3 separate regions of the Mus musculus genome follow, and all the other regions are linked to region 2. The links are chromatin contacts, called in public HiChIP or PLAC-seq maps. All regions are on one chromosome and are shown on one strand. Each heading gives the region's core, a stretch centred on a gene start, on an enhancer-like site or on the middle of the called end of the contact. The rest is flanking DNA. Distances are from core to core; before and after follow the strand shown.

Region 1 (3,148 bases), core at 346-2,845, 300 kb after region 2:
CTTTAGGAAGGCCATTTATTTCGCTCGGCTTCAGTTACCACAATCTTGGAGTGAGTGAGAGAATGCACAGACGCATACAGATCCTTACAGCTGCTTCTGGGTTTGAACTGAGGTGGTGTGAAGAGAAGATGCTCTGGCTAAGATAAACACAGCTCTAACTAGGGATTGACCTGTACTGTCCGAGTGGCTTGAAGTAGGCATGAGATGGGATGGATGCCCACACCTCACAGCCTGTGGGACAGGCTCATGGCTGATGACCTCTGCTGGCTTCCTATCACATGCTGCACAAAATGGACTTACTCACCCATACTTGTAGGGCGTCTTTCCCATTCCCCAAGCCCAAAGGATTCTCCTGGTGTCTACCTTCCCTTGTCCTCAAGCGCTTGAAGTGGCTTCTCTCCATCTGGGACCCTGGATGTTAGCATCTTATTCTTCTCCATTCATCCTGGGACTTTCCTGGCCATGGGTTTGTCCCACAGGGAGCTCAAGAAGTCCACTGGTTGAGACACCGAGGGATCTGGCTGCCAGAACAGCCACTGAGAGGCAACATAGCTACCATCTTGCCTTTTCTCTTTCTGACAAAAGACAGGCTTTTATTAGTATACACCCATACTTAGACACCTGGGAGACCAGCCTCTGCCAGAATATACCTAGAGTAGTTGTACTGGCCACTTCCTCTGGGATCTGACCCCCATTAAGGCCAACTCAAAGGTTTGCATTGAGAAGGACTGATTTAAGCTGAGGTGCAGGAGGGGCCAAGACCAGCATCAAAAAGAACAGGCCAAGCTGCTAGTGTAGTGGTCCTTCTCCTGTATGAGAAAGACTTTGTCTCTCTTCCAGAATTCTAGCCATTGTGGGCATAGACCATCTGCCTGGCTCACAGCTGGACCCCCACCCCCAATGGTAAAACGGGAGCGTGGACTGATGGATTGCCAGAGGCTTTCCTCCAGGGTCCTGAGGCAGGGGCTGGCCTCTCTCAGGGCACCCTGGCTTATTCACTGTGCATTGGCAGTGTTAGAGGAAAGGGGTGGAGGTGACCAGGCTCAGCATTCACGCAGCTTACTGCTACACCAGTGGAAAGCATCAGGAGGGGAAGGGTCAAGAGCAGGTGTCTACCCGGAAGGCAGGATCTGAGAAGGAGGCATAGCAGCAGTATAGCCCTCATTCTGAGTCCCAGCCTCAGAACTGAGTCTCACTGTTGCCCAGGTGGGATGGCCTGCTCCTGGAACTGGGTGAAGGCTGGGGACAGTTGGTTGGCAGGCTGTGGCTGCTGGGTACTGGGATGCCTGCCGCGTGTCCCTGGCTATGTCTGGCTCAGCAAGGAAGGCAGCAATAGCAGTTCCATCATTCTCCTGCTAGAGTAGTTTCCAAGCACCTGTGGTCTACGTTGCAGGGAACCAGCAGGCTACTCCAGACCCCTCGGCCCGTGGCCGAGCTGGTCCATGTCCTAGCATTTGAAAGCCAAGTACTTAGAATTCTGGTGTCCAAGGAGGGAGGAGGAAAAGAGAGGCGAGACAGAGGGAGGAGAGAGGAGAGGACATGGGGTGGTGGAGAAAGAGGAAGAGAAAGTGAGGGAGAATTCTATGGGTGGAGTGTGTGTGTGTGTGTGTGTGTGTGTGTGTGTGCATGCGTGCTCATGTTACCACAGGGCAGGTCTTCCCCATCCATTCTTACTCATCCATCTCCTCCAACACCCATCCCAGACACACATGCTCAGAAACAATGCTTCCTTAGCCACTGAGGCCCTCCCCACACAGCCACACAGCCCTTGCTCCTCCCACAGGAGCCCCTCCCCCCAAACTGTGCTTCCAAGGTGTGGGAGGAATGCGCAGAGGCTTGTGGGGCTGGGAAGGGAGCCCATCTCACAGTTTACGGCTAATAGCTGCTGTGTGGTACTGAGGTTGAGCTTCTCCTTTCTCCCTGGATGCCCTCAAACCTCTGGATAGGCCAGCTTGAGCAGGACTGTGGTGCCACACTGCCCTGTCATTTCCCATTGGGAGCGAGCCTAAGGATTCCCACCAGACCTCTCATCAGAGAGTGTCAAGTAACACCTATGCTATATTAGTTTTTCCTGACAAGATTCATGACCCATCCTGTCACCCCATGCCTCCCCTAGACAGATCAACCCACCTGCTTAACCCTGTTCAGCTTTGAGAAATCACTCTGGTCCAGTGTGATGTGCATCCCATGGTATGAGAATGGATGGTCACAACTACCGTTGGGATTCCTGGTCCCAGTGAGCCCTGGAGGACATAGCTTCCTTCCAGGAACCTGAGGCAGGAGCTGGCCTCCCTCAAGGCTGGCAGGTGGTTGCCTGTGTGCTATACATTTTTATCTGAGAGGTCGGCTGTGTCTGGAGGTGTTTTATCGCCCATTTCTTCTCCTTTGCCAGGTATTTCTGCTTCATGGTTAGGTGTGGTGAATATACCTCACCCTGTTCAGAATTACACATGTACACAGGCACAGACACAAGCACACTCGTGCGCACACACACACACACACACACACACACAAGGGCTGGTACTATCTGGTCAGGAGAGGCAGGGGGCCAGCGTGTACCTGGTGGTCTCCCCGTGCACACAAGGAGTTTGTTCCTAGAGGCAAGACTCAGAGGGAGGGGAGGGATGGAGAGGAATGCACTTGGCTGACTCATGGACTGGCTGTCCACACTGCAGCAGTTCCCTACCATTAATCTCTGTGCAAGGGATGAGCTGACAGACACGAGTCACTCATGGGGCTGGGCCTCTTTCCTGGTCTCCGCTAGGTTCTTAAGTCTCCAAGGAGAAGAACAGGAGACAATGGGGAGTCTGTGGGTCAGAGGAGGCCATTGTGACTGCAGGAAACCATAAAGGAGCAATTAGAGGCTGTGAGGCCTCTCAGACCCTGGGGTGGTGGTCTGGGTGCCAAGGCATCAACAGAGACATCTCTATGCCTAAGCACTCATACTTCACGCAGGGTGTTCCCATGCTGCAGAGGGCACCCATGGGAATGCACTCATGTCCCAGAACGCACCCACACAGTGGATCACAGTCACAGGAATGTACTTACACTGCAGAACGCACCCATGCTGAAGAACCTAATGCGATTTCTGGAGCTCACACTATCAGGCCTCTGAGAACTGTTAATAGCATTAATTGTTAATACAATT
Region 2 (3,053 bases), core at 378-2,877:
CATTCATACACTTTCCAAACACTAGAACAGATGTCAGGGTGAGGAAGGAAGGCTCACCTCAAAGGCCGGCCAGGAAGTTCAGACACTGCACATACCTGGCCAGGGACACCAGGGATCAGACTTGGGGCCCAGGACCACAGAACTGCAGGCACACTCAAGAAATTCCCCCTGTGAAGCACAAGGCCTGGGGGATGAGGGCCGGCCCAGTCACTCAGCTGTAAGGACTGATGAGTGGAGGGTATCCATTTATTGTCATCAAGAGTATTATCTTCTTTCTGTACCATAGCCACCATGAGGCCTTCACAGGCCCTGACCTGCAAACAGCATCCACTCAGAAATAAAGGCCGCTTACTGGGCAATGACTTTCTCTCTTACCACGGATAAATCATATCTCCAGTGCTGAGGAGAGAGCCAGGCTTCAGTGCTATTGGGCGAGTGCATGACAGTCCTGGCTCTCAGGCTCAGCTTCCATGGACTTTCTAGTGTTTAGGGGAGGGTTGTAAGTGAGGTGAGCACAGATCAATGTGGTTCAACCAAAGGTATAAGAGGAGAGGAGCAGGTCATAGGCAGCATGAAGCTTCTAAGGCCTGAGCGATCCCTGCCTGCACCTAGCCAACAGCTGAACAGCAGACCTTTGTAATCGTGTCAAATGAGATATGTCACTTCTAGGAACTACTGATGAGCCAGTCAACTCTCACCCACTCGGCCAGGACTCTACCATACTGGATCCCAACCACCTGTCCAATGAGAAGTGGGACTGAAAACCTACTTCAAAATGAGCAAGCAGATGCTGGGAAGTGCCCTGAGACTGGCTCCACAGCTAAAGAGCACATGGCAGGTCTATATAAACTTTACGGACACATCTCACTGACTAGGGGCATATACACTTGCATACATGCACACACACTTGCTCAAACCTCCAGAGATCTATGTCTTACGGAATAAGCATATAAACACACAGCAATAGGCATATACAGGGACACACACAGACACACAGACACACGGGGCGGGGGGGGGGGGAGAGGGAGGGAGAGAGAGAGATAAAGACATATACATAGTACCACTCAGAATCACATAGACACATGTACATATATCTACACACACACACAAGGCACCTGCCTGTACATATGTACTTCATATGTATAGAGGTCAAGACATGACCCCAGAATTACAGAAGAGGCAGAGAAGACCCTTGGAGGTCCGTTGATGTTCTTATCCATAATACAAAAAAAAAGTGCATTTTGAGACCCAAGGCCCCCCACGGGCCATGCAGGCCCAGGAACTACTCCTGGGCTATGGCTAACTCGTCTGGAGCCTCCACAGTGCACAATGGCTGGGGAAAGCTGCCACAGTAACACAGGAAGAAAGCGGGGCCCAGCCATCCACTGTTGGCTGCAGTCTGGCCTGATGGTAATAAAAAGAACTGTGGAGGATGGAAGTCAGTACTTTGTAAAAAGCAGCCAGTGTGAGGGACCAGATCAGCACAGACGATGTAGTGTGAGCTATCGCTCTCCTTCATTCAGTTCCACTTTCCTTTTACAAAGGGTTTGTGGAATAATGAGCAGGGAATGAGATCTTTACATCCTCAGTTTTCAGTGACTCATGAATACTTTCTAGCACAGCAGAAAACTTCCCCTTCTATCACCTCCCCATCTTACCACTGGGACTCAACAGGCTCTCAGAAAAGGGAACTCCTAAGAGAAGTGAGGCAGTACAACAATTAACTCCAGAGTCTCCAGATGACTTGGCTGCCCTGGACTCAGAAGAACCAGCCTCTGTGGTTGGACAGTGGGGTACTCACCTGAAGGCTGCCAAGTACTCAGCGTCTCCCATGGGGGGTTCGAGGCCACCCGTGAAAGCCATGTTGACATTGAAACCCACGCCTGGCCCTGTGCCCACCTGCGGCCACAAGGAGAGAAACTGTCACCAACTCAAGAGAATACCTGGCACAACCAACACTTGAACTAGGGTGGATTGGACTGGCGTGCCCACAGGGATAGCTACATGTCCCGTGCATATGTGTGTGAGCTCACCAGTGAAGCTGGCTACCAGTGCCAGGCACTGTCGTCAGCGGTACAGTTTTCACAGGGCTGCAGTTATCTACAGGCCCTGAACTAGGAGGAATCACTGAAAGACAAAAGTGACTCTACTGTGGGACCATCTTCAGGGGCAAGCTCTGTGTCCCTGGGCATGCTGCTTAAAGATGCCCCCTAACCACAGTGGCTGGGAGTATCATCACAAGGTAGAGAAGCAGGAGTCCTGGGGAGCAGCTCAGCAACCTCCCTTAGTGTGTGCTTTGCTCACTCTGAATGTAACCAGATTTGGTGTGCAGATTCCCACTAAACTAGAAAAAATTCTGGCCTAAATCATGCACAGGATAATCCAGGCTAGCATTTCTGGCAGGGCAACCTGAGCTGTAACAAGTGTGAAATACTACTTCTGTGGCAGATGCAGGGCCTGCACCTGCCTGGTTCTCTTGGTAGCTGTGGTATCTGGCTCCAAGATAGCTTGTTCTCCTCCAGATACTCACAAAGTTTCATACACTCCACATACCTCATCTGGTGCTCCACTTCCTGGGAAGAAGTTCCCATCGTCATAGCGGTGCAGGGACATGTAGAGAACATTGGGGTCATTGTAGAAGGCCTGCTGGGTCCCATTCCCATGATGTACATCCTAAGAGAACAAGAGAACTGGCTCAGGGAGGATCAGGCCTTGAGTTCGACCCTCCTACTAGGTGAATAGCCTGGAATCTCTGGTACACCTCATGGTCAGGTATTGTGGGTACATGCAGCATTACAGAAATGCTGAGGCAAGAGTCTGAGTAACTCTGAGCACATAGTGTAGTCCTGACTTCAGTGAAAGGGATAGATGGGGTTAGGCTTCTAGCTGAGCTGAGGCTGCTATGTCAACAAAGCCATCTGAGTAATCTCACATGCCTGCCTTATTTGTGGTAAGTGAGCCATTTCCTAAGGATAATCACTAATTGTGGGTTGGCTACTTACAGGCACGTCACAAAGGGCAGCTGTTCTCAAGCTGTGTGTCGCAACCCCTTT
Region 3 (2,853 bases), core at 198-2,697, 440 kb after region 2:
ACTGCTTTGTTCGATTAATCTCCCTGCCCTATCTCCTCCCCAGGGCTCTGATTGCATATATGTTGAACTTACTCTTTTGTATTTATTTACTCTGTGTGTGTGTGGGGGGGGGGGTACAGAGGTGTTGATGAGTGGTTGTATGCATGCCATGGTACACTTGAGGTCAGAGGACAACTGTGGGTAGTTGGTTCTCTCCTTCCACCATGCAGGTCCCATGAATTGGATGTAGATCATCAGACTTGGAGCATGCACCTTACCTTCTAAGCTATCTTGTCAGCCCCTGTTGTGCTTTTTAAAAACGATCTGCCACAAAACCTTTTTACTCTATGCCTGTTATCCATGTATTTTCTGGTACCTCAGAGGTCAGAGGCATTAGATCCCCAGGATCTGTAGTCATGAGCAGTTGCGAGTCTCCATGTAGGTGCTGGGAACTGAACCCAGGTTCTTGAGACAAGCAGGAAGTGCTCTTGACTGCTGAGCTGTTTCTTCAGCAGCTCGGTCCAGAATCTTGATCCCTTGGTTTCACTTTGATAGTCGGTGCCCTTCAGCAATTTTAAGTGTGTTTATCAAAGGCTTCAGCAATGGCTGTCAGGGACATTTATGGCAGCAGTTAACTCCCAGGGGAAGACTCTTCCTCTTGACTGCCCATTGCTGGCAAATGCACAGCTGAGAGACAAACATGGACTGCACCCCCCTCCTTTCTTCCCAGCAATGATAACTAACGCAAGCATCTCCTGACAGCTCTTCTTCGTAAGACAGGAGAGCTGGATTAAAGAAGCAGTTAGCCTGTTACTGTGCCACTCCCAGAGTTCGAGGGGACAGACATGTGCCCTGTGACCCTTGAAGGGTAACTTTAGATGAGTAACCCTGTCCTGCCCATGGAGCCACGATGCCAGTGCCAGCCACGGGCTGGTGAGATGAATCAGTGGGTACAAAGGTGTTTACCACCAAGATTGACATCTGGGAGACTAAAATGGTAACACACACACACACACACACACACACACACACACACACACACGCACGCCTGCGTGCTGAGCCACATTCATCAAGCATCAGGAGTGAGTCTGACTGAGACTTCTTTACTTTCTCTCTTCTTAACTCAAAACACAATGATGAAAACATAAAGAGAATATTGGGTTTTCTCTCTCTCTCTCTCCCAAACTGGTTGCAAAGGAAAAAAAAATGCAAACAGGGAAACCGGCAGATTGAAGGAGACTTAGAGTGTCACCCGTCACACTCAGCACCCTCAGATTCGGAGTGAATCAGCACTCGGGAGACACCGAGGAACAGAACCAACCTGTGGCTGACGATGTTAGGATTTGTGACTGTCTGAAAACCCATTATCATGTCTAAAAATACAAGTCTTTATTTTTAGACATACACATGGAGGCATTTGCAGTAGATGTCACATGACTTGGTTGTTTCTGAGGGATACAGAGGAAGGAAGACTCATGAGAAGGAGAAATGCAGAAAGGAGAAGACTGGCCCTGTGTCAAGCTCTACACCAGGACCAGGATGCCTGAGGGTCTGTGATAGCATTCTGCATGCTTGAAATTATATGTAATAAAGTGTTTCAAATATGCCGAGAACAAGGTCTGCCTCGCTTCTTTCTCTTCATTCTTTAAGTTTCTAAGTAGACAATTGACTTTATCAACTTCTGCCCCAAATCTCTGTGGTGAGTACAGATATAACTGGTATTGTCTTAGAGGATCCAGTCTCTAATTTTCTACTAAAGAAAGACCCTCAGCTTTGGTGTTGTGCCATCACTTCTGAAGCCAAGCAAGAGGCCATAAGCTTTGAATGATGGAGCAGTGTCTTAATTTGGGTTTCATTGCTGTGAACAGACACCATGACCAAGGCAACTCATTTAACTGGGGCTGGCTTACAGGTTCAGAGGTTCAGTCCATTATCATCAAGGCAGGAGCATAGCAGCATTTAGACAGGCATGGTGCAGGCAGAGCTGAGCGTTCACCTTCATCTGAAGCCTGCTAGTGGAAGATTGGCTCCCATGTGGTTAGGAGGAGGGTCTCATTGCCCTCCCTCACGGTGACATACTTCCTCCAACAAGGCCATACCTACTCCAACAAGGCCACACCTCCTAATAGTGCCACTCCCTGGGCCAACCATATTCAAACCACTACAGAGTCAGAATTTTGACCTGTTCTGGATGACCGAGCTGCTTCCCAGCCCAGCTGGAGCTGACAGATGACCAGGCATGGGGCACCTTTGCCTAGCTTTGTCTACAGCTTGAGTTTTCATTGGGAAGTTGCTCCTAGATAGAAGCCCAAGTCTGAGCCTCCCAACTGGCTGGAGAGCACAGTGTGCACTGCTCCTCAAGTCTCCTGGTTAACTCTTCACTGCCAGTGCAACGCAGCACTGAATTCTTGCAGGGCCAGTTCCTCATTCAGGAAATGGAGCTGACTGACGTGTGCATCTGCTTCCTCCATGAGGTCAGCCAAGACCAGGGGGCTGGAAGGCTGGGGCGGAGGCTGTCCCTGTGTGAGTACCCTGGACAGCCAGTTCACTTCCTTTACCCCTACTAAAGTTATTATAGGGAGAGCCAGTGGCTCTGAGAAGAAGCAAGCTGTGAGAGAGAACCAGGGACTCCACTCATGTTCAGTTCAGGTGTGACCTCTCAAGCCTTGGTCACGATCCTGACAGGAGAAGAATGGCAAGCCTTGGTGAATGAGAAGTGATCTCATTCCTCCTGATGGGATGGCTGAAGGATGGGGTTGTCTGTCCCGCTTCAGGCTAGAGGCCCTTTACCTTCTGTAGATAAACCACGGAGGCCCTTCACAAGAAATGGAGTTCTCTGTAGCCAGGATAGCCAAGAGGAGCAGAATCTGCCAG

Evidence for each region. HiChIP or PLAC-seq counts read pairs in DNA pulled down with a chosen protein or histone mark.
Region 1: an H3K4me3 HiChIP or PLAC-seq map of bone marrow-derived macrophages shows a contact between it and region 2, with 3 times the contacts expected there. The contact joins two enhancer-like sites. A contact is called at or near these places in 1 of 15 datasets of contacts at CTCF or cohesin (large pre-B cells), 1 of 484 Hi-C or Micro-C datasets (the HPC-7 cell line), 1 of 115 datasets of contacts at active chromatin or transcription factors (bone marrow-derived macrophages) and 3 of 9 other capture datasets (embryonic stem cells, embryonic tail and embryonic trunk).
Region 3: a contact with region 2 is called in an H3K4me3 HiChIP or PLAC-seq map of bone marrow-derived macrophages, with 5 times the contacts expected there. The contact joins two enhancer-like sites. A contact is called at or near these places in 1 of 15 datasets of contacts at CTCF or cohesin (large pre-B cells), 2 of 484 Hi-C or Micro-C datasets (bone marrow-derived macrophages and cerebral cortex), 5 of 115 datasets of contacts at active chromatin or transcription factors (bone marrow-derived macrophages, embryonic basal ganglia and embryonic stem cells) and 2 of 9 other capture datasets (embryonic stem cells and embryonic trunk).

What each region holds. Positions count from the first base shown.
Region 1 is chr1:92,249,471-92,252,618 of GRCm38.p6, forward strand. No RefSeq gene overlaps it. Among named protein-coding and RNA genes, the nearest start is that of Hdac4, 71 kb to the left of the region's middle. Within about 2 kb of position 1,596, at least 19 of the 459 cell types and tissues checked have an H3K27ac peak or open chromatin away from gene starts, as enhancers often do. A contact at or near this core is called in bone marrow-derived macrophages, where this site is marked.
Region 2 is chr1:91,953,489-91,956,541 of GRCm38.p6, forward strand. It overlaps Hdac4 (histone deacetylase 4), which reads right to left. Exons shown (of 27, transcript NM_207225.2): 21 at 2,554-2,673; 22 at 1,802-1,899. Among named protein-coding and RNA genes, the nearest start is that of Gm46242, 75 kb to the left of the region's middle. Within about 2 kb of position 1,628, at least 46 of the 459 cell types and tissues checked have an H3K27ac peak or open chromatin away from gene starts, as enhancers often do. A contact at or near this core is called in bone marrow-derived macrophages, where this site is marked.
Region 3 is chr1:92,392,039-92,394,891 of GRCm38.p6, forward strand. Gm35992 (a long non-coding RNA gene) reads left to right here. Exons shown (of 3, transcript XR_387273.1): 3 at 1,379-1,582. Among named protein-coding and RNA genes, the nearest start is that of Gm35992, 14 kb to the left of the region's middle. Within about 2 kb of position 1,448, at least 15 of the 459 cell types and tissues checked have an H3K27ac peak or open chromatin away from gene starts, as enhancers often do. A contact at or near this core is called in bone marrow-derived macrophages, where this site is marked.